2 separate regions of the Danio rerio genome follow, and region 2 is linked to region 1. A link is a contact called in public Hi-C data. All regions are on one chromosome and are shown on one strand. Each heading gives the region's core, a stretch centred on a gene start, on an enhancer-like site or on the middle of the called end of the contact. The rest is flanking DNA. Distances are from core to core; before and after follow the strand shown.

Region 1 (7,111 bases), core at 1,765-4,264:
GACTATCGAAAAAATTTAGCTTAAGGGGCTAATAATTTTGACCTTAAAATGGTTTTTAAAAAAATTTTAAATTGCTTTTACTCTAGCCGAAATAAAACAAATAAAACAAATAATTTCTCCAGAAGAAAAATATTATCAGACATACTGCAAAAATTTCCCCGCCCTGTTTAACATCATTTGGAAAATATTTAGAAAGGAATCATGATATTACCATCAACATTCCTTATAAGTCAACCTCTAAAATTGTATCTTTATTTTTTTTTAAAAAGGCAAAAAAAAAAAAAATCATCTTTTCTCATCACATTTATCTAATTTGACAAGTTTTGCTATAATTTTTAGTTTAATATTTAACCATTTAATATTTGACAGTGACATCACTGTTGCCAAAGGCTTGCTTGGTTTTGGGACTTTTGGAGTTGTGCATCGATGGATTTGCTCTTCTGTGTTTGGACTTACAGCAATAAAAAATTAAACCACACTGAAATGAATTAAAAACTGAAATTCAACTCAGAAAACTGGACTGACACTTTCATTTTACTCGAACTTCTATGTTAAGCTGCTTTGACACGATCTACATCGTAAAAGCGCTATAGAAATAAGGATGAATTGGAAAAAAAAACACAAGAAAGAACACAAAAATCATCTGCAGCCCTTGCATGGCAAGAGTTTCAAATAAAAGCATTAAAAGCTTAGGATTATGAATTATAATCATGTGAAAAACACCTGCTACCACATCGATAAACCTTTTTTAAGACAGGAACAGCTGTTATTTCTTTAGATAAGGAACAAAATATATCAAAAAAATTCAGCAATTTGATTCAAAGTTAATTGCATTAAACAGGGCTGCAAGCAGCAATTACTGAGGTTGAAGTATTTTTTATTTTTTTTGCAAACCTAAAATCAGCTAAACAAGTGACTTGCAAGCATTTTAACAATTTCAGGTCATTTGCCTTGGACATAAAGCATTTTCTATGTCTTCCAAACCATTATAGCGCCACCTATGGACTGATGGAAAATGGAATCATATAATGTATGTTCTCACCTTATTTTATGAAAATCAGACTTTTTGTTTAGAATTTATAAGCTTTTGGGTATATTTGACCACACCCATTTGTTAAATGAGCTTATTTTGTCAAATGTTCAAATGCAAAAAAGGTAAATATACAATTATTAATCAAATCAGCCTGGAGATTTAATTTTGATCACAAGATTAGTTTGGATGATCACTTTGACTGCAAAATAGTAATCTCCAACAATTCCTAAAAAAATAGTTTTGCTCCTAAACTCTTCCAAAAATGGCTGGCTTGTGGTTTAACCATGATTGTTTAATCTATTGAGAGCTATAAATAAGAAGCACTGCTGCTGAAACCATTAAAAAGACTTGCACAAAAATAAATCCCAACATTAAGCCTTGTAGGATGTTTGATTCAGCTGTCTCCGTGAACTCTCCGCTTGATTGAACTGCTAATTGTTTTTCGGTCTTGATGTGCAAAAACTGTTACAGCATCACTAGCTCAAGGCCTAATGTGAAATCGTGCTTTTTAATGAATAATAAAAGTCCACATTTCCATTAAGTGTTTCTAAAATCGGCAGCAGAATAGTGATTAAAATGAGTGAGGGTATATGCAATTAGTGCATGGTATCCAGCCCAGGAGTTATTCTAATTAGAAATCCTGGGTAAAACTCGAGAGAAAAAAATGTCTGACCATATCGAGAAGATGCATGTCACTGTTGCGCACTTTCTGACCAGGACTGAGCAGCATCCCGAAGCACCTGCAAAATAAAAGACAGTGGTACATATAGTATAATATTTTTACAGTGTCAGATGTAATATTAATAAGACAGAACAGCAATATTTAATAAATCAAACAGGAACATTAGGTGCATTATTAATGTACATACAGTATATATACACATGTATATGACTGAATAAAAAAATTATGAGAGCTTTCTGTGAGGATTATTAAGTGTTTGTGATGGGGGTCAATTTCACAGAAAGAGCATCTTCACTGGAACTACAGCGACATCATGTGGTTGCACAAGGAACCATATTTTGACAACAGTAGTCAACATTTGATGCGGATCAAAAAAAATATTCAAAATTATCCTAAGACAAGAATGGGTGTTGTTGAATAGCTTTAAGACAACTTTGATAAAAGGTTTTGATACATTTCAAATGTTAACTACATAGATATCTATTTATTGAACACTGCATATACTGTAGGTCAGTGTGTTTATGGTTATGTAACTTTATATTATATACAAAGTTCCCAGTCTTTCGTGGACACCAAATTCAGGGACTCTCAAGGACTTTTTAAAATCACTAATAATGTTATATCAAGCACATTGATTACACTTTATTTTGATGGTCGCTATTGCTGTAGTTTCAAGAAACATGGGAACCCTGTATATAGAAATAGAACATGTTACCTGCTAATTTTGCAATGTTTCTAATTCATAGTTTAAATCTAAACCTTTTTAATTCGTTTTTTTAAGTTTAGCCATTATAACACAAAATCCAGTTCTGAAAAGGGAGAAAAGGTGTGAATTTGTCGCTCTGGAAACAGCGTCTCATAACCCACCGCTCTATGACCAGCTCCTTATTGTTTAGCTGCTGGACAACCACAGACACTTTCTTCTGTACGCCCTGCCGCAGCTTGAAGTAATATTTATCTCTGTCTTTGGGAACTGGACTACAAGTTAAAAGAAGAATACAAAAATAAAAAGTGTCACTTACATTTGGTTGGCCAGAAATTTAAATAAAGCAACAGTGCTGAAAGCATGAGACAAAAGCAGAAACAAGCTTTTTCAGAAGCGAGTAAAGAGCGACCTGAAGTTTCCTTTCCCATCATCTTCTCTCACTTCTAGAGAAACACTAAAAGTGAAAACGTCGCTGTCAGGGGAAAGTGGCAACGGCGAGTCTTGCATCTCTGTGGCAGCTTTTGCCGAACGCTTGAAGGCCGTCGAGAAGCTATAGAGGATGCGACTAACCTAAAAATATAAATAAATAAAAAAAGGGTTTGAAAGATTGGGTTTAATGTGGGTTTCAAGACTACTTTAATGAAGAGATGAAACTCACCGCCTCTTTGATATGGCAGGAAAAGACGTGAATCTGAAAGTCCTCAGAGCTGCGGTAGCTCTCAGTGAAAGAAAAGCAGTCACTCTCAACAGATCCCTCGCATCCTCGTGCGCAAAACAACACCTTATAGATGGGAAAAGACGCTATTTCTGTTCCGCTGGCCTGGTCCACGATCCTGGAATCATTAAAAACATAACAGACCTATAACTAAAACTGTGTGTGAAACCTAGAGTTTCCAGGTACATGCAAAGGTTTACTTTTAACTTAACATAGCACATAAATAAAGCAAAGAGTTATATGTATACAATTATTTTGCATACAAAATACAATTATGCAAGGATCTCCATAAAGCGAGCATGCACATACAGTCCAAAATTACTACAATGTGATGTATATATGTATGTACACACACACACACACACACACACACACACACACACACACACACACACACACACACACACACACACACACACACACACACACACACACACACACACACACACACACACACACACACACACACACACACACACACACACACACACACACACACACACACACCCTGACAAAAGTCTTTGTCGCTTCTCCAAGTTTTAAGAACAACAAATAATAACTTGACTTTTAGTTGATCTTTGGGATCAGAAGTGGCTTATATGAAAGGCCAAGGCCTCTAGATCAGGCTTTTTTCGCAAAATAAGACATGATCATGCTTTAGGTTTTTATTATCTAATTAGGCCAGTAATGTCTGACTTTGCTTAGACAAAAGTCTTGTCACTTAACAGAAATAATGTACTGTATACAATATAAAGTCACGGTGCAGTGGAAAAAGAATTAATATTGTGTATGACTCCCATGAGCTTGGAGGACTGCATCCATACATCTCTGCAATGACTCCCAGAGATTAATAAGATTTTTTGAATTCATCTTCAATGCCTCCTCCATCTTACCCCAGGCATGCTGAATAATGTTCATGTCTGTTGACTGGGCTGGCCAATTCTGGAACACCTTGACCTTCTGTGCTTTCAGGAACTTTGATGTGGAGGCTGAAGTATGAGAAGGAGCGCTATCCAGCTGAAGAATTTGCCCTCTACTGTGGTTTGTAATGTAATGGGCAGCACAAATGTCTTGACACCTCAGGCTGTTGATGTTGCCCATCCACTCTTCACATCTCTCGCATGACTCCATACTGAATGTAATCCCAAACCATTATTTTTCCTTCACTAAACTGGACTGATTTCTCTGAAAATCTTGGGTCCATACGGGTTTTAATAGGTCTTCCACAGTGTTTGTGATGATTGAGATGCAGTTCAACAGATGATTCATTGGTAAAATCTACCTTCTGCCACTTTTCCAGATCAACTGGAAGTCAAATTATTATTGTTGCATTTACAACTGGGATGGACGACAAGACTTTTGTCAGGTAGTGTATATGTGATGCAAAAAAAAAAAACACTTTGGATGCATCTGACCAAAAAAAAAGCTAAACCCCTTATTAATGTAAGTATTTTGACATTAAATAATGTTTTGTTTTTATTCAAGTCACTAACTTAAATAAGACTGATAAATAAAAAAAAAGGAAGTCAATAAAATAAGCACATTGTATTGACAATAAAACTTTACTGACAGTGAATGAGTCAAGAGGAATCATTTTACCAGCGTTGCAATGACAGCAAAGTAGTGATACTGCAAGAAGCAGGAAAACGTTTACCACACAGAAATGTCCTGTAGTCACGTTATAGTAGTAGACTTGCTTTTCCGGTATACATGAGCAAACATCCAACATATATTTTGAACATTAAGTATGTTTTCTGTTCTAATGTGAATAATATATGGGTTTAGTACATTGTTTCTTATAAATATTTTTCACAGCATCCCATTTTTGTACTTTTTAAAATAATTTATAGTACAATTTATTTTTTGGGAGATTTACATAAATGTACTTTTTATACTTGTATGAAATAGTTAAATGTAATTCTTTAACAAATTCGAATGCAAAAGAGTATTTAGAACCATTAGAATATTCACAGGAGCTGTTTTTGAGATTACTGAAAAAGACAAAGCAAGATGTTTAACCTGAGGTTACACCACAGTTCCTAAGAAAAAAAAAAGAAAAAGAAAAAACAGAGAGCACTCAGGGTGAGAAACCAGAAGTGCTACATCTAATTCACAAACCTGAAATAAGAGCTAAAAGCAGCTTAAACAACAGCTGTTTCTGACAGTCATGAAGATCCCGAGGCTTCAGAAAGTCACATTTTACACTTCTGACGTAGAGTGTGATTTGACTCAATGGTGAGAAAGATAAATGAAAGCCTTTGAGGATTCGGGAGATAAGTGCAAAACAAATACATTTTTGGAGATGCATCTGACGCAAGTGTAATCTGTGTTCCAGAATATAAAAATAAATCTGCTAATCAAAATACAAATACTGATTTATAGAATGCTAATTTGATATAATTTGCTATGCTGATTTAAAAAATATAATTTGCGATGAAACAAAACTGATAAAAGTTCAATTTTAAATAAATTACATTTGTACAAATAAATGTATTTGCAAAAAAAGAGAACATTATACATTGATGAATAAAGAGACTAAGCAGAAGAAAAATGAATGAATATTTAAAAAGTTTTAAAAACCTTAAAATTACATTTATTTGAATGTATTTTGTAGGTTAAAATGTTTCAAATTTAAACTATGCATAACACCATATTTTTTATTTTATATTCTAGCAGTCAGTTCAAATTATTTTATGCATCAAGTAATTTAAATGTGTAAATCAAGTGAATATTAATTACATAAATAAATAAAATAATAAATGAAATAATGGAGCACCTGTGGACTACATACATTATTTTTGGCAAATGACTGACCGGACACAACCGTCGGAGCCGTTGGGCACATGGAGGATGACGGGAATGGGAATGGCACTCTCCGCCCTCAAGGTAGCCATGGCTTTCTGGGCCTCCGTCTCACTGCGTGGAGCCTTCACCCAGGTGCAGCCCAGATAGGACAGTTTACTGAATTGAACACTCTCTTCCTCTGGGACAGTCGGACTCTCGAGCAGTGCTGCTGAGGATTCTGTTGCGACAGACAATGAAGTGTTAACAAAGGCTGGAAAATTAATCTAAATGAAATCACAAACCTGCAATTTTCATGTACATCTTGTCAGGAAAGCAAGGTTGTGTGCTCAGTAGTAAATCTCCTCCAAAAGACCAGAGGGCGCTCTCACAAGGAAACTCCACACAGCAACGAAGAAGAAACTCAGGAAATCCCCATAGTGTTACATTATAAACATAAGTTTTTGCCATTTTTTTGTGTGTTTGTTCCAAGCGGCAACCTCACGCTCTCCCTTGTGAAGCCAATACTTCATATTGTAGTATAGTAACTACATAGTATAGTAACATAGTAACTGAAACTGCAATTCATCAACTTGCCTTTGGGGGCTGGCTCCATAAACTCCAGATGTCCACTGACTGCAATGCTAATTGGCCAATTTTACAGCTGATAAAAACATGTTTACAGCCTGGTACAAAACATGGTTTTGATGTATACATTTTCAATATTCAATATTAAATCATCTTTAAATATTCATCGTAGATAGTTTGATTGACTTTGTTCGTAGTGCTTGATCACTTAAACCAGGGGTGCCCAAAGGCGGTCCTGGAGGGCCGGTGTCCTGCAGATTTTAGCTCCTACTTGCCTCAAGACATCTGAATGGATGTTTGTAGAAAGCTTTGTAAGAGATTAACTAGCTAGCCCAGGCGTGTCTGATTGGGGTTGGAACTAAACTTTGCAGCACACCGGCCCTCCAGATCTGAGTTTAACATCCCTGATTTAAAAAGTATGTTTTCCATGTTCAATATTACATAAAATATGCTTATCACTGCCTGCTATTTTTTAATTAACATTTTTACAGAGTCCCAACATTTTGGAAACGAGTTATTTTGAGTCTTCATTTTATTTTAGATTTTGGAAATCAAGTAGCTCATTAAATCAGATTTCAGAAGTAAAGCAAAGGGTTTCGATAGTAA
Region 2 (7,111 bases), core at 2,704-5,203, 97 kb before region 1:
AAAATATACTTTTAAGTCTTTCGTTGATGAAATTTGATCAATCTGTGCCTAAATAGTTTAACAGCAATACACATTTTTGAGGCTGTTTTTCTCAAAATGAGCTTTTGAGTCTTAAATTTCCATTTCAGCAGCTTTACAAACACAAACACACACAGTTTCATTCATATCTGTACACAATCTGACAAAAGTCTTGTTGATCCCAGCTGTAAAACCGACAAATAATAAACTTCTAGTTGGGATAACTTCTAGTGCATCCCAATGATCACAAATATTGAAAAAGACCTTTTGGAACCCGCATGAACCAAAGATTCTCAGAGTAATCAGTCAAGTATGGTGAAGGAAAAAAACATGGTTTGGGGTTATATTCAGTATGGGGGCATGCAAGAGATCTGAAGAGTGAATGGCAACATCAACAGCCTGAGGTAATAAGACATTTGTGCTGCCTATTACATTACAAAACACAGGAGAGGGCAAATTCTTCAGCAGGATAGCGCTCCTTCTCATACAGCACTTCAGCCTCCACATCAAAGTTCCTGAAAGGAAAGAAGGTCAAAGTGCTCCAGAATTGGCCTGCCCAGTCACCAGACAACATGAACATTATTGAGCATGTCTGGGGTAAGATGAAGGATGAGGCATTGAAGATGAATCCAAAGAATCTTGATGAACTCTGAGAGACCTGCAAGAACGCTTTTTTACCATTCCAGATGACTTTAAGCTATTTGAGTCATTGCAGAGATGTTTAGATGCAGTCCTCCAAGCTCATGGGAGTCATACACAATATGAAATCTTTTTCACAATGACGTTATATTCAATACTGTACATTATTTCTTTTAAGTGACAAGACTTTTGTCTAAGCAAAAATGAAGGCATGATTATATTTTATTTTGGTCAAATAATCTAGAAACCTTGGCCTTTCATATATGCCACTTCTGATACCAAATGATCAATTAAAAGTCGAGTTATTATTTGTTGATCCTAAAACTTGAATAGACGACAAGACTTTTGTCAGGTGGTTTACTTTGAAGGTTTTTACACAGGGATTTGTTCATATATAATTTGCATCAATCTACAGATATAAAATATAAAAATCCATTAAGTTTAATATGTAATATTATATTGTATTTATATTATATATGTTATAGTGTATATATATTAAATGATCGCATATTTCATTAATTAATCAATTTATTTATTTCACCAGCAAGGACCCATTGAGATACAATATCTGTTCTACCACGAAGACCTGGTCAAGACAGGTAGCATAGGACAGAGTTACAAAATATATATCACAACGCATAAACACACACAAAAATAGTATATTTTTAAGTAATTATTTTAATATTTTAATAGTAAACCATAATCAATTGTTAAAACATGTGCACTGTTTTAAATCGAGTCTTTTTTGAATATATCGATAGATGGTACGGATTTCATATATAGTATACCTTGAAGGTCATACCATACATATGGAGCATACATACAGAATGCAGATCGACCGAACTCTGTGTGAAAAAAAATGGCATCTTAAGTAAGAGTATATCTGCTGATCTGCTATTGTAAGTATTTGATTAGAACTCCAACAAACTAGATGTATACTGTGGTAATTTACCATCTAAAGCTTTAAAAATAAAAACTAAGATATGTTGTTTTCTCTTTAACTGTAATAAGGTCCATTCTGTCAATTTATATAATGACATTGATGCGTGTGTAATTATTTATTAATTAGTGCATACTTCATTGTTTATTAATTAGTGCATATTTAATGGTTTATTAATTAGTGCATATTTATTGTATTTTTAAAACTAACACTGTAGATGCTTGTAATACAGCAAATGTTTGCAATTGTTGATGTAATCGGTCAACTGTTGATTAGTATGATGAGACGGAGTGAGTGTTTGGAGCAGGTTCACCTGCAGTGCGTTGTGTTAAATGGTTTCAGAAGAGCTGCAGGGCTGTTTTTGCGCTCTACTAGAAGCGGCAAGCGTGATGTCGAGCGCATTTGCATTTCCTAAAATAGCTGGATTCATACAAAGAGCTGAACGTGTAGGAGTGACAGCAGCTGAAGGAGGAGGAGAGCTATTGTGCTCAGGTGGACTGACAGGCTGTGTGTGTGTGTGTCTGTGTGTGTGTATGTGTGAAAGTGCATGTGTTTCTCTTCTTGAGTGTGTGCATGTGAAGGTGTGTGTGAGGGTGTGTGCGTGTGCACAAGTGCATGTGTGTTTTTGTTTGTGAGTGTGTGTTTCTCTGTTTGTGTGAGTGTTTGCGTGTGCAAGTGCATGTGTGTTTCTTTCTCTGAGTGTGCGATGTGAAGGAGTGTGTGTGTGTGCGTGTGTGTTTGTGTGTGTGTTTGAGTGAGTGTTTGTGTACATGCAAGTGCATGTGTGTTTTTGTTTGCAAGTACATGTGTGTGTGCATGTGAAGTTTGTTGTGTTTGTACAGTATGTGTGGGTGAGTGTGTAATTATGTTTGTGAGTGTGTTTCTGTGTGTGAGTGTGCCTGTGAAGGTGTGTGTGTGTGTTTGAGTGAGTGTTTGTGTGCATGAAAGTGCATTTGTGTTTTTGTTTGCGAGTTTGTGTGTGTGTCTGTGTGTGTGTATGTGAAGTTGTGTGTGTGCAATTGTGTGTTGTGTTTGTAAGAATGTGTGTTTGTGTGTGTGCAAATGCATGTGTGCTTCTGTGTCAAAGTGTGTGCCTGTAAAGGTGTGTGTTTTTCTGTGTATGAGTGATTGTGTGTTTCCGTGTGTTTGTGTGTTTCTGCTTCTGAGTGTGTGTTTTTGTGTGCAAGTGCATTGTGTTGCTGTGTGCGAGTGTGTGAATGTTTGTGTTTGTGAGTATGTGTGTGTGTGCACATTTCTGTGTACTTTTGTACACTTTTGTGTATGTTTGTGCCTGTGTGGGTGTAAATGTGTTTTTGTTTGCATGATGTGTCTGTAAATGTGTGTGTTTTTGTTTATGTGTGTGTTTGTGTGTGTGCAAGTGCATATGTGTTTATATGTGTGCAAGTGCATAAGTGTTTCTGTTTGTGAGTGTGGGTTTTTGTGTGTGTGCTAGCGCATTGTATACAAGTGTTTTTAAGTGCGTGTGCAACTTTGTGTGAATGTGTGTTTTGTGTCTGTGTGCGTTTTTATTCATGTATATACAAACTTATTTGTATGTATGTATATTTTTGTGTGTATTTGGTCAGTGTGCGCGTGTTTGCATGATGTGTCTGTAAATGTGTCTGTTTGTTTATGTGTGTGCAGGTGCTTATGTGTTTGTGTGTGTGTGTGCAAGTGCATGTGTGTTTTTTGTTTGAGTGTGGGTTTTAGTATGTGTGCATGCATTTGTGTGTATTTTGTGTCTGTGTGGTGTTTGTATGTGTGCATGTGTGTGTGTGAAATTTCTGTGTATTTGTGTATATTTTTGTGTATGTTGGGTCAGTGTGCGTGTGTGTACATGTGTGTTTGTTTGAATGAAGTGTCTGTTGTGTGTGTGAGTGTGCTTGTGTGCATGAGTATATTTGTAAGTGTATGTCTTTATATCTGGTGGAAGCCTTATGGGGACTTGCATCACAATGGGGGCCTAAATTGTGGTCCCCGTCGGTAAATAAATACCCTTATAAATGATGAAATGTAAAACTGAGGGTCTATGAGGGGGTTTAGGGAAATAAGGGGCAAAATCTACAGTTTCCACAGTAGAAAGATCATTATGTCTATGAAGAGTCCTCACAAGGATAGCAAACCAAAAATGTAAGTGACTGTGTGTGTGGATATATGTGTGTAAGCGAGTGTATGTGCTTGAATGCGTGTATTTTTGTGTGTGTGTGTGTGTGTGTGTGTGTGTGTGTGTGTGTGTGTGTGTGTGTGTGTGTTATAGGGGCGCAGGTGGCATCGCAGTGGCGAGTGGAGAAGCAATGCTGACTTCAGCTCCGCATGGAAACACCCGTCTCGAGCATCGCCTCCACAAGCTGCTCACATGGCAACACTGAGCTAAAAATAACCAGCCGTAGCTATTAATAACAACCAAGCTGCTCCCGACAGGCTCTAGATGGCGCTGGGGGGCTAAATAGAGATCGCAGGGGGGCATATTAGTGTGTTTGTGTTTGTTGAGGGAGAATAAGACTTTAGTGGTGGACGTTTTTGGTTATGCAAGAAATACTGGGTTTGAAAGGCAAGTGGACATGCCATGATTGATGGTTGTTGTGGGTATGAGTGAAAGTGTTAGAGTTTACGTTTGCAATCGGGCAGAGTGAATGGAGCAATTTGCCTACATTAACATAATGAGGCACAGGGAAAAAAAAGTTACAGCAATGGAACAGGAGTTGCACTAGTGTAATAGCAAAAAAAAAAATAGAAAATATAATGTAATAATACAAATATACAAAAAAAAAATGCATTAAATAATAAAAAAAAGTAATACAATATGATACAATATAAAATATTGTGAATAAACATGAATAAGGTTAAATTGTGGTACTATAGCATAAGAGTGAAATGCTAAAATAAAAAGTTGATTAAAAATATGTAGTTAAATATAATAACATATAGCAATTAGCACTTTATAATATAATATAATATAATATAATATAATATAATATAATATAATATAATATAATATAATATAATATAATATAATATAATATAATATAATACTACAACATTTAATACAATACCACACAATATAATACTATTTTAAAATGAAATATGGTAAATAAACATGAATCAATTAAAATTATGGTAGTAGTGTGTAAGTGTGCCATGCTAAAATAAAAAGTTAACAATAAAATAAATTAATACATTAAATATATAATTAAATTAAATATAAAATAATATAAAAATAATTTAAATATAAAATAAAATATGAAATAAAATTAAAATACATTAAAATTAAATTAAATACATTTAACAAATAATACACAAAAATATATAATTAAATAAAATTAAATATAATGTAAAATAAAATATATATAATAAAATTAAATTAATAACATATAATAAATAATAAAAATGAATATATAATTAAATATAAAATCAATTACAAAATAATATATATATATATATATATATATATATATATATATATATATATATAAAAAACATAAAAAAGATAAAATTAAATAAAAAATATAATATTAAATAAAACTAATAATACATAATAAAAACAAATAAATTAGAGTCTATAGTTAAATATATGTAACTTGCATAATATAAGAATAACTATAATATAATACAAATAATACAAACATTAATTAATATAATAATATTGATATGCTATTAATAACTCACATGTTATTTAATATTTATAATCATTTATTAATTAATATAATAATCATCCAAACTATCAAACAACCAAAACAATCTATTAATAGCAAAATTATGCAAACTAGCAAAATCAGTATTTACATTTTCTATACAGTAAAAAAATGAAAAGCTTTAATCTTGTCAAACATCACAACACATTTAAATATATATTTTTATATTTGTAAATACTGACTCTCATCTGAAACGAGTTTTCTACATTGTGATTAATCTTAGAACACAAAGAAAACAAAAAACTCAAGTTGACTAAAATGAAATTATGAATGAGGGTTAGCGAATGAATGTGAAAGACCAGGATGACAACGAGTTACTCAACATTAGAGGAAGAGCCTTAAAAGGCGGAGGAGTGCTAATGAATTAGAGATGAATTGATAGATGGAGAAAGAGAGAAGGAGGGAAGGAGCATCTAACAGATTTTCATCATGCGATTCATTGACTGAGACAGGCTGAGGAAACTTTTAATTGTCTGGCCTCGGGCTACTACAGACGCTCAATGAAAGCAATGGGGAAAAAAAATAAAAAGGAAAAGCTCTCAGAGGAGCAGAAAGGTCGAAGCGTTTCTTTCAGAAAGACACAAAGCCCATTTCTGAGAAGTCAAGGATGCATGCTTTGGGAAATCTAACAGAGTTCAAGAAGTTTAGAAACAAGCAAACTTTTCCTTCAGATTTTATCCGCTGTTCAAAAGCTGACTGTGTTTGCTTAGGAAAAAAATATGGATTTTTCATATATTAAACAGAAAGAAATGACACATTTGTTTCTTTAAAGTAAAACTACACTGTTTAAAAAAATCAGCTCATTTTACAACTGTCCTAGAGTTAAAAGATTAAGTTTTACCATTTTTAATCCATTCAGCCGATCTCTGGGTCTGGTGAGGGCACTTTTAGCTTAGCTTAGCATAAATCATTGAATTGGATTAGACCATTAGCATCTTACTTTTAAAAAGATTCTACTAGCTACAGAAATCATTTGAACATTTGAACTTGACATAAGAAACATAAAGGGGTGCATCAAAGGCACACATAGGCACACATAGGTAGCTGCTTAGAGACAGAAGGCAAAGGGTGCAGTATGTTGCATCTAGTGAGTGACTCCCTTCATCAACATGCATGATTGCATTCATCTAATTTGCTTAAACTAAGCGATCCAATATGTGGCTATATTCTACAAGCAAGGATTCTGACACCAACGTGAAGCATATGCTTTACTAAAATTGTGTGTAAGGTGAGAAACTTTGAGAAATTTTGAGGGCACAGGGAATAAACTTAAAGGCAGAGGAATGCACTGTCTTTGACAGCTTTCGACATCATCTAGCACTTGCAGTGACTACATTTGTGGACACCAATCCTCCGATTTTAATATGATTAAGACAATACTTTAATTAAGAGTCTACCATGTAAACAGCGATTTTAGATTACCTTAAAGGACCACACACACCCACACCTACTTCTGTTATTATAGAGCAAGTGTACCTGGGTGGGGAATTTCAGGGTTGTTTTACGATTTAGTCATATGCTGTATGCTTTCTATATAAAACAAAAACTGAAATAATAAAAACAATTGTTCACAAAAACTGCATAGAAAACCTGGATAACCCTGTGACGCAATGAATTTAATGGATGTGTGTGCTATAACATGTAACACAATCATGAAAGGAACATTCAAAACTCAAGGACATGAAACACCCTTATCATATTATTGTGTCTTATTCAGATAAAGGCAAATCATTAGATTACTCATGTCCATGTAAACATAGTCACAAGCCCCAACCCAAGAAAAAAAGGAGCTCACTGATTTCGATGACAGCCTTTCCACAGG

Evidence for each region. Hi-C and Micro-C count contacts between places; a contact is called where the count stands out from the background.
Region 2: a Hi-C map of skeletal muscle shows a contact between it and region 1, with 2.0 times the contacts expected there. The contact joins two enhancer-like sites. A contact is called at or near these places in 5 of 18 Hi-C or Micro-C datasets (caudal fin, embryo, hematopoietic stem cells and 2 more).

The regions. Positions count from the first base shown.
Region 1 is chr22:17,007,509-17,014,619 of GRCz12tu, reverse strand. rabgap1l (RAB GTPase activating protein 1-like) reads right to left here. Exons shown (of 26, transcript XM_073936803.1): 4 at 5,951-6,158; 5 at 3,080-3,254; 6 at 2,831-2,991; 7 at 2,583-2,693; 8 at 1,707-1,773. Among named protein-coding and RNA genes, the nearest start is that of rabgap1l, 14 kb to the right of the region's middle. Within about 2 kb of position 3,014, at least 1 of the 62 cell types and tissues checked has an H3K27ac peak or open chromatin away from gene starts, as enhancers often do. A contact at or near this core is called in skeletal muscle, where this site is marked.
Region 2 is chr22:17,104,958-17,112,068 of GRCz12tu, reverse strand. All of the region lies in intron 17 of rabgap1l (RAB GTPase activating protein 1-like), which reads right to left. Among named protein-coding and RNA genes, the nearest start is that of ifi44f1, 45 kb to the left of the region's middle. Within about 2 kb of position 3,953, at least 8 of the 62 cell types and tissues checked have an H3K27ac peak or open chromatin away from gene starts, as enhancers often do. A contact at or near this core is called in skeletal muscle, where this site is marked.